Regions from separate parts of the Delphinus delphis genome. Here region 2 is linked to region 1. The links are chromatin contacts, called in public Hi-C maps. All regions are on one chromosome and are shown on one strand. The core of a region is the stretch at or near the end of the contact, and the rest is flanking DNA. Distances in the headings are between cores, read along the strand shown. Region 1 holds the start of CDKN1C (cyclin dependent kinase inhibitor 1C). Region 2 holds the start of TSSC4 (tumor suppressing subtransferable candidate 4).

The links. A called contact is a pair of places that touch in the nucleus more often than the background predicts.
Region 2: a contact with region 1 is called in a Hi-C map of lung, with 5 times the contacts expected there. The contact joins the promoter of TSSC4 here to the promoter of CDKN1C in region 1. A contact is called at or near these places in 2 of 3 Hi-C or Micro-C datasets (lung and muscle).

What each region holds. Positions count from the first base shown.
Region 1 is chr8:108,312,492-108,318,563 of mDelDel1.2, reverse strand. It overlaps CDKN1C (cyclin dependent kinase inhibitor 1C), which reads right to left and starts at 3,867. Exons shown (of 4, transcript XM_060017567.1): 1 at 3,670-3,867; 2 at 2,840-3,489; 3 at 2,178-2,314; 4 at 1,359-2,082. The coding sequence starts at 3,479. The coding sequence ends at 2,181.
Region 2 is chr8:108,723,759-108,730,490 of mDelDel1.2, reverse strand. It overlaps TSSC4 (tumor suppressing subtransferable candidate 4), which reads left to right and starts at 1,256. Exons shown (of 3, transcript XM_060019501.1): 1 at 1,256-1,564; 2 at 2,983-3,096; 3 at 3,253-4,525. The coding sequence starts at 3,275. The coding sequence ends at 4,252. It overlaps TRPM5 (transient receptor potential cation channel subfamily M member 5), which reads right to left. Exons shown (of 33, transcript XM_060019734.1): 31 at 6,667-6,732; 32 at 6,254-6,324; 33 at 5,463-5,902. The coding sequence ends at 5,797.

The DNA of each region.
Region 1 (6,072 bases), core at 2,618-5,117:
TTTGGGGTGGGGACGTGCCCACCCCCAGCCAGACTCTGTCCTCAGTGTGAACGGTCACTCCAGCAGGGTGCGCTGCCCTCGGACTCCCAGCTCGCGCCATCTTCCTCCCTCCCGCTCAGCCAGGCTGAGCTCCCACCTGGTCACACAGGCAGGCCTGGGGGAGGCCCCCTCCCCAGAGGAGAGGTGCAGAGCCTGAAGTCAGATCTCGGCAGGTCTAATTCCCAGGATGTGCTCGGGCTGAGCTGAAGGCGGCGGGGCCCCTACTCTCATTTCCCAGGGGAGGTATTTCTCAGCGTGCAGCCCCAGCTGGGCCTCGGGCCGGTCCCACTTCCCTCCTCCCCACCCTTTCAGGCAGCTGCGGGGGAGGGGAAGTGAATCGCATGTCCAAACGCATCTCCAAAATCGAGGCTTCAGCCGAGTCTTTGACCCTGATCCGTGGGGGACATCAGTGTCGCAACCAGCCCCAAAACTGTTAACTTAAAAAAATACACCACCACTGCTCCGCTTCCCCAGGCCCAAGGCACCAGCAAAAATACTGCTAGCCGTCCGTTTTTGCTATTTTACACCACCCTTTCCATTGTAAGCCATAATTTTCAGAGGTTTATAGGTCAGCTATAAAAAAAAAAATAAACCTCGCCTTTTGACTAAAAGGGAGCACTTGGAAACTAGAAGGCTGGTGGGTGCCCGGGTGGATCCGGCCTCGAGTTTTTCCACCGAAGCTGCGGCGCATCTCATCCCTCCCCACCCCCACCTGCCCCTGGGCCCTTCCTCTTGGCCTCCCCCTCCCTTCTTCCCCGCAGGCCTGCAGGCTGCCCCTCCCCCACCGTGGGCGAGAGAAGAGGCCAGAACACATCTGCGGTCCTGCGGCCCCACCCTGGGGGACACCGGGGCCCACGAAGCGGAGGACTTTGGAGCCGTTGGGGTCCACCTTGGGCGGGGCCTGAAGAATTTCAGGCTCAGGTTCGCCCTCTCCGGGCCTGCGACCGGCCCAGTCCCCGCAGGTGCCCACCTGAGTCCCATTGGGGCTCGGCCCAGGGCAGCTGGGGTGGTCTCCTTGGAGCCTGGGAAACAGTGAGCCCTGGTCTCCGTGTACAGCCCTGCACACGTGTGTGTGTGTGTGTGTGTGTGTGTGTGTGTGTGTGTGCGCGCGCGCGCGTGTGTGCATGTGATAAATGCAGAGCGAGGGCGGGGCCGCTCATCCCTAAATTAGGGCCCTGGAGCAGGTGGGCGTGGGCCAGCCCTGCCAGGAGAAAGCCCCCCTCCCTCCCTTTAGGGCTGCCCCCGGGTTCTAACTCCCTAACATTTGGGGGCGCCGGAGGGGAAAGCTGGAGGCGGTACAAGCACACACGGAGCTGAGCTGCAGCATTATTCGGCCTCTTTATTTAGAACCCGGCGGACGAGGAGCCGGGGCAGTGGTGCAGACGGCTCAGGAACCTTTTTTTTTTTTCTTTTTTTTTTCTTTTTTTTTTTCTTTTAACAGATTTGTCTTCAAGTTTAAAATAATCATAATAGTAAAAAGAGACAGCGAAAGCGCGAAGAGACTGCAAGCTAGATGGGCTTGTACGGCAGCTACAGCTTGTGAGCGACCCCCTCCCCCCAGAGTCCGCTATAAAAAATAAATTTACATTTGTCGATAACCAGATGCGAGTGAGGTGCCTTTGGCATAACCAATAACCGAGCTAGCGCGTGGCAGAGCGGCCCACGCCTCGACATAAATAGAAAATATAAGTTAGTATAACTTTAAAAACTTTTTGTACAAATATACATGTTTTTTTCCTTTTTTCCTTTTTTTTTTCTTTTTTCATTTTTTTGCACTGAGTTTCAGCAGAGATTAAACATTTTATATAAATGACTCTTAAAGCTTTACACCTTGGGACCAGTGTACTCCTCGTGCAGAATACATTTAGATATAAAAGACGTTATTAATACATTGCACAGTTTTCAAACTTTAAACACAAAACCGAACGCTGCTCCGTGGCAGCTGCCGCCGGTTGCTGCTACATGGACGGTCCCAGCCGAGGCCCAGCGCTCCTCTCCTGTCCGCTGCCCAGCGGGCTCCCTCGGGGCTCGTTGGGCGCGAGGCTGCGGGAGAGAGGTGCGGTGAGCGAGCGGCGACAGACTGGCCGCCGGGACCCCGCGGGACGCCCCTCCCCGCCCGCCCCGTCTGCCGCGCTCACCTCTCATCGCAGCCGCTTGCGCGGGGTTTGCTCAGCCGAGCCGACGGCTGGAGCGGCGCCGGGCGCGGCGCATCCCGCGGGAACCTCGTTCGACGCCTTGGCTTCGGGCGCGGGTCTCTTGCGCTTGGCGAAGAAATCTGCGGGCCACAGCGCGCGCGGCCGGTCAGGGCGGGGCCGGCCGGGGAGCCCAAGAGGGTGCCGGGAGGAGGCGCGGGCGGCTGGGCGGCCGGTGGGGGGGCGCCGTCCCCGCCCGCGCCGAGGTCCGCGGCGGGTCAGCTTTGTTTACGTCGCCGCGCAATGTGCTGTGTAAGCATTTCCCCTTGTCCCGCGGCCAAGCCCCCCGGGGCTACCGCCGCGCTTAACCCCCTCCGCGCCGCGATCGCCGCGCCGGGCCGCGCCCGAAGAGGGTCTCCAGTGGCCCGGGCGAGGATCGCGCTCGGAGGGGGCCAGAGCGCGCCCTCCCAACCCTCCCGCGCGAACCTCTCCGGAGCACAACAACAGGGCGGGGACGGGGTGCGGGCGCTGCCTCGCCCCGCGCGCTGCGGGCCCTTTAACGCCACGGAGGAGGCGGGGACCAAGAGAGGCCCCCGAGGGCCTGGGAGCCCGGCCGGCCGGACAAAGCAGGGCCGGGCCGGGCTGGGGCGGGGCCGCGCGGGACTCACCGGAGATGAGAGGCCCGGACAGCTTCTTGATCGCGGCGCCTCCGGCGGCGGCAGTGGTGGCAGCGGCGGCGGCAGTGGCGGCGGCGGCGTTGGTGTTGGTGGCAGTGGCGGCAGTGCCCGGCGCGGGGCGCCCCGAAATCCCTGAGTGCGGCGGCTCGGCCAGGGGCTCCTGGCTGCGCGGCGGCGGGACCGCCTCCGGCTCAGAGCTCTCCTGCGGCGCCGGGGCCGGGGCCGGGGCAGGCGCTACGGACGGGCCGCTGGACGGCGACGCCGGCGCCTCCCCGAGGCCGTCGAGGGACTCATCGGCCGGCGGCCCGGAGGGCGGGCTATCGCCCGCGCCGTCCGGGCGGGGACGAGGCGCCAGGAGCAGGCGACAGCGCCCCACCTGCACCGTCTCGCGGTAGAAGGCGGGCACGGAGTCGCTGTCCACCTCGGTCCACTGCAGGCGCCCGGGGCCCCGCAGTGGCACGTCCTGCTGGAAGTTGTAGTCCCAGCGACGCTGGTCCTCGGCGCTCAGCTCGGCTAGGCGCATCTGCAGCTCGCGGCTGAGCTCCTCGTGGTCCACGGGCCCGAAGAGGCTGCGGCAAGCGCTGGTGCGCGCGAACAGGGGAAAGGTGCGGCGGGCGACCAGGCGCTCCATTGCCGACGCGCTGCGGAGATACGCATCGGACTTTTCCGGGGGCTGCGCGGGCCGGGCGGCGGGAGAGGAGAGGAGAGGAGGAGGAGGAGGAAGAGAGGAAAGGAGGGCGGAGGCCGGGCGCAAGTGAGACCCCGCGCGCCGGAGTCTGCATTTGCAAAGGGACGCGCTGGGAGGGCGGCGCGGCGGCTACCTGGCTGTCGGGCCGTGGACTGCTCCTGAGTCTCGCTCGCTGTGTCGTCCGGCCGGCGGCCGCGCCCCCTCGGGTGCCTGTCCTCGCTCGCTCGGCTAGCCCTGGCCTGGCTGGCACCCACCGAGCGCAGAGCACTTGGCCTGTGGAACGCCCAGTCCTCGCGCGCCCCTTTATACGCGAGGGTCCCACCCCCCCGCGCACGGGCCGCGCTGCTATTAGCATAATGTAGTATTTTCAGTTTCAACAACACCGCGGCGATTGGCCGGCGCCGCGCTGCCCCCGCCCCTCCGGCGGTCCGGCCCCCGCCCGCCGCCCATTGGCCCTGCGCACACACCCACCCGAGGGCGGGGCGGGGCGCGAGGGCCGATTGGCGGGGCGCGGGGCGCGCGCAGCGGCGGGGGAGGGGGCGGTGCGCGGGGCGGGGCCGGAGTTAAAGGGCGCTGCGGGCGGTAACGTGACACCGCGGCGCCCCGCCCCCTCGCCCCATCCCCCCCCCCACCCCCACCCCACCCCCACCCCCGCCCCCGCTCCCGCCCCCCGCCGGCTCCTTTGTCTGCAGGCGGGGGCTGCTCGGCGGCGGTGGCGCGGGCGCCCCCCCCACCCCTGCTGGCGCGCCCTACCGGGCGCGGCGGGCGACGACCCCCGGCAAGACCGGCGTTCGGCCTGGCCCGACTCGCCCCCCCGGGGGCACCCAGCCCCGCCGCCCGCGCTCGCCCTTGGGCCTCCCGCGCCAGTTGACGGGCCTTTAACCCGCCGCGGCCAGCTCGTCCCTGGCTGGAGCTAGATAGGGTCTTCGGCTGCCCCCGCGCGGCCTGCTGCGCCCGAGGCTTGTGTGCCTGGCAGGGTTCCGCGCACCTGGAGCCCTAACACACCTGCTAGACCTAAGGCCCACGAGTGAGCGGGGAGAGGAGTTTGGGGGGCCGGGGGAGGGAGGCTCTGCTCCGCTCTTTCTCCAAGGGCGAAGTGGCAGACACCTTGAGAGCTGGCCCACAGTCGCCTGGAGCCAGGGTCTGGAGACTGTAGCCCTTGGGGCCGTAAGTCCTGCGCGGTGGATGGGAAACTGGCCGTGCCCATCCTGAGCTATGCGCCCTGTGACATCCTGAGCTACGTCACTGACTGGGTGCTCGGCCACTTCAGGCTTGGCCAGGCCGGGGGTTGGCTGGCTGGCTATTGGACAGGGCGCTGAGGGCTTCTCCACTAGGGTGGGGCTGGCCCTGCCCAGCCTGGGACCCTGACTGTGCACGCTGATCCTCCCGGCCAGGCTTATCCCTTGTCACACAGGGAACCGCCAGATGGGGTGGGGGCGGGGGGGGCAGCAGAGAGCAGCCACGAGGGCGCCCAGGCAGCCCTGGTCCAGCTGCTTATAGGAGCTGCGCCTCTGTGTCTCCATCCTGGAAGGCTAGCACCCCCTCATTTGTGCCCAGGAAACGTGTTGGTTGGGAAAGTACACACCCAAGAATGAATGACAGGGCATGCGAGCCAGTGGGCCCTACCACAGTGTCAGGGAGAAAAGAAGCCAGCCCAGAAAGGGAAGGACCTGCCCGGCAAGGCCTATGACCCTGCTCCCCCGCTTCTTGGTGTGGCCCCTGGCTCTCCCCAGTGGCCATCCCATCGGGGCCAGGCCACAGGAGACTGTAACTTTCTGCAGCTATGTCCTTGGCCCAGCCTGTCCCAGCGCTGGGGGCCTAGGAAATGCCTCCAGCAGCTCAGGTGGGGAGGGGGACGGCCAAGCTCCTGCTGGAGGGCCCAGCAGGGCCCTGAGCTCCCAGCCCCTGTCCTGGGTGAGCCCACGAGCCCAGTGAGAAAGGAGCTGGGGCCGACCCAACCCAACCTGCCTGCCTCCCCCGCAGGGTCAGGTGGTTTCCAGGTCCCTTCAGGGACGGGACTCCTTGCTAGCATGCAGACGTGTCCTGGAGGAGGCTTGTGGAGGCAAGGTTTGGGATGAAGGCCAGCAGAAGAAGCCATCAGCCCAGCTAAGGGACAGGGCACGTTGCCAGTCTCGGCTCTTGACAGCAGGACCAAAGTGGATGCAAAGTTGATGATTCGTGTTATATTTCTTTCCTCTTTTTTGTGCATTCTATTCCAACTTTTCCACAAGTACAGTTGGTACAAATTTTTTTAATTAATTTATTTATTTTTGGCTGCGTTGGGTCTTCGTTGCTGCGCGGGCTTTTCTCTAGTTGCGGTGAGCAGGGCTATTCTTCGTTGTGGCGCGCCGTCTTCTCGTTGCAGTGGCTTCTCTTGTTGCGGAGCACGGGCTCTAGGCGCACGGGCTTCAGTAGTTGTAGCACACAGGCTCAGTAGCTGTGGCTCGCGGGCTCTAGAGCACAGGCTCAGCAGTTGTGGTGCACGGGCTTTGTTGCTCCGCGGCATGTGGGATCTTCCCGGACCAGGGCTCGAACC
Region 2 (6,732 bases), core at 7-2,506, 410 kb before region 1:
GTCTGTGGGGCGCCCAGAAGGACTCCGTGGAGGGAGTGCCCCTTTGTTGGGCCTTGTGCCACCTGGAGCAGCCTCCACCCCCATTCCTTGTGCACCACTGCCCAGCAGGGTCTGTGCGGGGCAGGCAGGCAGCCCAAGAATGTGATACAGGATGTGGGGCCCCTGCAAGACTCCCCGCCCTCCTGAGGGCCAGCCCAGGAGGATGGACACACTGCTCCCTCCCAAGGTCTGAGGGGCTCTTCTCTGACCTAGCTGCTTGCAGACGTCCCGTCATGGGGCTGGGTGCCCACATCTTGCAGGGGCTGGAGGGCAAGGCCTCAGCCACTACCTGGGGGAGCCTACCTGGCCCACCACCGTGGACTGAGGCCTAGCCACCTCTTGGGGTAGGCTGCTGCCCCCAGCGGGAATGCTGGGTGATGTCACTATTAGCTGCATGCAGGTACCCCCCTGCACGTACATTAACTTGACCTCTTGAGACAAGTCCCTGGCTGGGATTCATACGTCAAGGGCTCCCTGGGGCCTCCTTGGGGGGCTGATTTTGGAAACTAACCCCAGCCCTGCATTGGGGGTCACAGGGCCTCAGCGGGCCTGCCCTTCCACAGTCCAGGGGGGTGCTGGTGGGTTGGGAAAACTGGATGGCCCAAGGAACCAGCTCCTTTTTACTTCTCCCTGTGCTGCGAAGCCCTGGGAACATCCTGGCCGAGGCCTGGGTGTCACCCCTGCTAGCTGCGGTGTGAACTAGCTGCCTTCTGTGGCCTGGACTCCGCGTTCCTGGTGAGGCCCTGCATGGGGGTGGCGTTAGGGATGATCAGAACGGGCCCCGTTTCCTCTCTGGGTCCCTGGACTAGGCCGCAGCATGGCCTGAACCCTGGATTCCAGGGCTGCAGCCCTGGGCGAGGGAGCGCGCTCTGGCCGTCCAGCAGGCGAGGCGCCAGCAGGGAAAGGGCGCCGGCCGCCTGGGCTCCGGGCCGAGGTACGTGCGGCCCGTCCAGGGGAGACTGGGATCTGCCCTGCGCTTCTGGGCAGAAATAACCAGCCAGGCCACCGACCATCGGCAGGAATAGGTAAAGCCGCCTCTCCCAGGAGGGCTGCCTCACGGCGGGCCCCGGCAGTTGGGAGGTCGGCACGCCCCGCTGCCCGGCTCCCGGGACCCACGAGGGCGTGGCCGGCCGCTCTAGGCCAGGACCGGAAGTGCCCGGGAACAGCGCCGCACGCGTCGATGCACTTCCGGTCCTCGCGGTTTCCGGCAAGCGGCTGCGGCCCCGGGAACGCGGCGCTGGCCGTTAGCCCTCGGGCATCCTGGGAGTCGTAGTTCGGCCTCCCAGCCTCCCTCCTGGCCTTAGTCAATTCCGGTCTCTTCGCGAGAGAGCGCCGTTTCCGGGAGGGAAGACAGCGAATGCGCAGAGGCCACACTCCCGATAGGCCTCGGGAGTAGCGGCCCAGTGACTTGTGGGAAATGTAGTTCTTCAGGCGCGGAAGCCGCGGCCCTCGGCCGGCAGAGGACTCAGTTTCCCAGAGGGCCGAGCGCGGTGCAAGATGGAGGCAGCCAGGCCGCGGTGAGCCGGTAGGTTTGTGGTGGGGAGGACGGCGCTGGTGGGCTGTCGGGCTTCGGGAGTCTGCTGTCCGCAGTCTGCTGCGCCGAGCAGGGAGGCCCTCGTGAGGCCCGGACCCTTGGCCCATCCACCCGAGTTGGCCCCAGAACTTAAGCCCCCGACACGGAGAACCTGTTGGGCCCGGGCCGAGGCCCTGGGCGCGTGGAGTGGAGAAAGTCAAGGGTCCGCCTCCCAGGGGAGCGAGACAACCGGCAAAGAAGCCAGTGTTCTCTGGGACCTGGCCTGCCCGGATTCCGGCCCTGAGAAAACCCCGCTTCCGAGCCCCCCGGGCCCTCAGCCTGTACTCAGTTCTGCCCTGCGCTGAGCTTGGGAAGTTCTCAGAGAACTCAGAGATGCAGGCCCCGCATTCCCTGTCTTGGGGCGAGATCCCCGTTTCCCCGCGGCGTGTCCCACTCACCACGGGCGTTCCCGCGATTCCAGGGGACGGGGTTGCAAATTTAGGAAGCCGGAGTCCGGTTTGAACTCCAGCTTTGCCTGCAACGTATTGTATGACGGGCAACTCCTTCCCCGCTCCGGTCCTGCCAGCTCTAAAACAGACACCATTGGCGTTTACTTCGTGTCCCCTTTCCTGGAGTTGTGCCTTCATTTTGAGAGTCACGCGAGGCCCAGAGGAATGGAGATCTTGCCTGTGTTTGACCTGGTGCCGGGCACTCAGAGACACTGCAGGTCTGCCTGGCCTGGTCCTCGGTGGGTGCACGAGCAAGGGGTCACCCTGGGCCAGGGAGGCTTGGTGGGAAGAGGGAGTTGGTGGACGGATGTCTGTGCGGAGGGTGAGACTGGGCTGTCCTCTGAGCCTGGAAACAAGCTTCAGGGTGCCTGGTGACACTGGAACACTAACCAGGTGCTGGCAGCACTTCTCTGCTCAGCTGGGAAAGTGAGGGGTGTGCGGAGGCGCATAGGACAAATGCCCCAGGAGCTGTGGGGCTGGCCTCTGTGGAGCAAGGCCGCTCCGGCTTCCTGAGCGCTTGACCCGCAGATGCCAAGGATGTGTCTGCAGACTCGTCTGGAGCTCCAGGGCATCTCACGGCGGTCAGGAGCACACCTCCTCCCCACGGAGCAGGCAGGCGCCCCGGCCTTTGTGGAGTACCCGCTGCCTGCCACGCAGCGTGCCTGGCTGAGAGAAGGCGTGCAGAGCAGAGGTCGCTCTCGGCCCTGGGTTCAAGCCCCCGCCCCCCCTGCAGCAGGCCTCCTAGTGGCTTTAGTCAGACTGGCTGGAGAGGATTGAATGAGGTGACACGTCAGAAGGACCAGCTCCTGGGCCTGGCTGTGTCAGGGGCTCTGTAAACCCAGGCCCACTCCCGGGGTGGCGGCTCCACTCCTGCATGTCTGCCGTCTGGTCTGAGGGCTGCCTCTCCCTCCCTGCCCTCAGCCAGCCACTGAGCCACTGAGCAGAGCCGTGCCTGGCGGGGGCCGTTGCGACCAAGAACCTTCTCCAGCGCTCGGCCCACCAGCCGTCCAGCACAGGCACCCAGCAGCCAGGGAGGTAAGAGGAGGGCTTTCGGGGCGGGGGACCTGGCCGCTCCTCCTTGGACACAGCTCTTGCTGCTGACCCTTCGCCGGGGTGGTGGGTCTGCAGGAGGGACTTGTTCTGAGCTTGTGTTGTCTCCAGTGACCGACTCCCTGGGCTGCTTTGGTGCAGGTGCGGCGTGGCTGGGGGACGCATGGCTGAGGCAGGGGACGGCCAGCACTCCGTTGGCTCCGGGGGTGCCGCTCTGTCTCCCCACCCCGTCTGCCTCAGCGACTCGGACTCCGACCTCAGCCTGCTCGACGATGCTGAAGTGGAAGCTCTGTCTCCCAGGGGGCTGCCCGGGGAGGCCCCGGGGGATTCGGGCCCCGATGAGCCCCCCTCGCCCCCCAGGAGCTTCGCCACAGCGGCGGTGCAGCCCTTCCACCTGAGAGGCACGAGCCCCACCTTCTCCCAGCGCAGCCACGACATCTTCGGCGGCCTGGAGCAGGCAGCCAGGCGGGCTCCGCCCTCTGCGGCCCCAGCCGGCCCTGGCGACAGTGGGGGCTTCCGGCAGCCGCTGACACTCTCCAGCCGGCCTCCAGCCGGGGGCCCGAGCAGGGCCACTCAGAATCCCGCTCCCCTGAGGGTGCCCCCCGTTCCTGACTACGTGGCCCACCCTGAGCGCTGGACCAAGTACAGCCTGGAGGGTGTGGCTGAGGCCAGCAAACAGAGCAACCGGGCCGCCGCCCTGGCCTTCCTGGGCCCCCAGAGCCTGGCCGCCCCCAGCGGCTACGTGCCCTCCTTCAACCAGGACCCCTCTAGCTGTGGGGAGGGCCGGCTCATCTTCTCCAAACCGGTGCGAACCGGCGAGGCCCGGCTTGAGAAGAGGAGGGTCCCGAGGAAGGCAGGGGAGCCGGATGGGAGCCCCCACGGGATCCCGGGGGCGGCGGGGGGCGAGGGCCCCGTGGAGCTGGCCCACCTGGCCAGGCCCGGGAGCCCGGAGGCCGAGGAGTGGAGCAGACCCCGGGGGCGCCTGCAGGAGGTGGGTGCACCCGAGGGGGAGGCCCTCGCGGGGTCTGGGGCCAGCGCCCTGCCAGGGGAGGCGGTGGGCTTCCACAGCAGCAGGAAGCGGAGCAGGGACCACTTCCGGAGCAAGGACAGCAGCCCCGAGGCCCCAGGCGCGGACGTCTGAGCGGGGAGACCGCCTGGCCGCCTGCCTGCCCTGGCCGAGCTGGAGGGACGGCCCCCACTGTCCCCCCGGGGCGGCTTCAGGGGCGGAGCAGGCCCGGGGCCCCACCCCCAGGGAAGGGAGCCAGCGGGCTGCCTGTCGGTGGCACCAGTGGCCAGGGCAGAGACCTTGCTGAGGGTGTGGGCCAGGGGTTGGCGGAAACCCTGACTCACCCCGTGCCCAGGGGCACAGTAAAGGCTCTGGGTGTTCCTCAGTCTCCGTGTCTCTTTGTCAGCCCCCATCCGCCCGGGACTGTGGCCAGGGCCCTGTCTTCCCTCCAGACACCCCATCACGCTGTTCCCACATTGGAGCCTCCCAGCTTAGCGTCAGGGGGCTCTGAAGCTTTCTAAATCAAGCCTGTGTTCCTCAGTGGCGCGTCTTCCCAGCCTAGCTGAGGTGACCGCCTCCTCAGCCCAGAGCAAGAGGTGGACACCCCAGACCCGCCCAGAGGCGGGCTCACGGCTGTCGGTGTGCAGCCCCTGCCTCCAGCATACGCCTGTAGACCCCAGGAAGCGGCCAGCTGAGCGGGCGCCGTCTCCAGCCCTGGCCAAGCTCACTCTTGACTCTGTCCTACCCAGGCTGTGTGACGACGACCGGTGTCCTGGGACAGTGTCGCCAGGACTGCGGAGCTGCTGTGCAGGGCGATGAGGAGGGTCCCCAGAGGGTGCTGGGGAGGTAGCCGGGAGTGGGTGTGGCTCTCCTGGGACCGCACTTGGGGTTGGCCAGCCCATCATGCTGCTGAGCCCCGGGCCTGGCCCTGCCCCTGCTGCCCCTACCCCGGGCTCCAGGTCCCTAAGGGAAGGAGAGACCGGCCTGGCTGGCCACGCAGCTGGGGCAAGCTCAGGGGCCCAGACCCCATCCCTGCAGGGCAGGAAGTCCCTCTCCCCCCGCAGTGCTTTACTGACCGCCTGACACCTCCCAGACGCCCCCCAGGGTCCACTCTCATGTGGGGCTGCAGCCCAAGGTGTGGGTGTACTTCCCAGGCTCCATTTAAGATAAAGCAGCTTTGGGGGCGGGTCCTCCTGGGGAGGTGACCCGCAGCCGCTGCCCAGGCTGGACAGCCCGCCACTCACTGTGCGAGCTGTCGGGGACGTGCGGTGGTAGCCGATACACACAGTCTTGGGTCTTAAAGGACAGAAATTCCAAGTGCAAGCGTTTCAGAAAAAGACCAGCCTCTTGGTGGGCGACACAGGTTGGGCATGGACTCCAAGGCAGCTAGCTGCCCACCTAACGGGAGGTGCCCCGCACAGGGCACTGAACAAGTGTCTGCTCTCCTGGGCCTGGCTGGTTGGTTCTGCTCGGGGTCCTGAGGGCTCTGCCTGTCAGGGGGGACCCACGACACACCGCTGCACCCCGGGCCCAGGACGTCCAGGGAAGGTGCCGGGCAGGGCAAAGCCCCGAGCCACATCCTGCTGGGGGGCTCCACTGGAGGTGGGGGCAGGCCGGCGCGTCCATGGGGCCTGGGGCTCTGGGAGAGGTGGGCCCTGCGTGCAGATGGTCCAAGTGGCTCAGGTGTTCGAGGGCAGCCGGCCGGCCTCTGGGTGTTCCCTGCTGCCCAGGCCCCCTCTGTGGTCAGCAGAGGCCTGTGGGTTCCCACCACTGAAGTTCGGGAGTCTGGTGGGGGAAGGGAGGCCCCTCCTCAGCTGCTGGGCGCCCAGTGGGGCAACCGGGGAAGGGAGAGGTGGCCCTGGCCGGCAGGGGGGGGGTGGGCAGCAGCCCAGTGGGGCCAGGCAGAGGCTCGGGAGTCTGGGTGCCCACGCCCTCACACCCTCGCTGGGTCGGTGGGCTTCACCAGAGGGCCCCTACCCACCCTGAAGACTGTGGTCAGCCGAAGGCCATCAGAGACGTAGGCCGGGCCCCTCCCAGGACAGGTGGGAAGCGGAGGCCCAGGTCAGCGGGCTGGCGGTGGGTTGCTCCCGCCCACCCTGCCCCAAGCCCACCCAGGACGTGTGGGGACAGCCACACCTACTCCAGTAGCTGTTCCTGCGGGCCAGCGTGTCGGCCATGGAGGAGAGGAGCGCCGTGCAGTAGTCGACCTGCAGAAGGGAGGCGTGCTGGGAGCTCCCGGGCCACGCCATGCCCGCCTCCCCTGCCCACCGGTGCCCGCACTGCTCTGTGACCCTCCTCTGGTGGCTGCCTCTCGGAGGAGGCGGGGGGTGGGGGAGCAGGCCCTCCGGCACCGTGATGTGGGGAGTAGACGGTGAGGGGTCTTAAATGCAGGACCCCCCTGGGGAGAGTTGCAGGGTCTCCCGCTCAGGGAAGGGTGGGTACGAGTATGAAGCCCCAGGCCCTCCCTGCCCTGCCCCTGCCCTGACTGCTGAGCCCCGCGGCCAGGCCCCTGCACCGGGAGAGAAGGGCGCCCTGGTGCGCCTGCCTGCCTGAGACTCCAGACGCTCGACCCGCTTCTGCTCTCTCAGGCCCCCGAGGTACTTGGCTACGAAGTC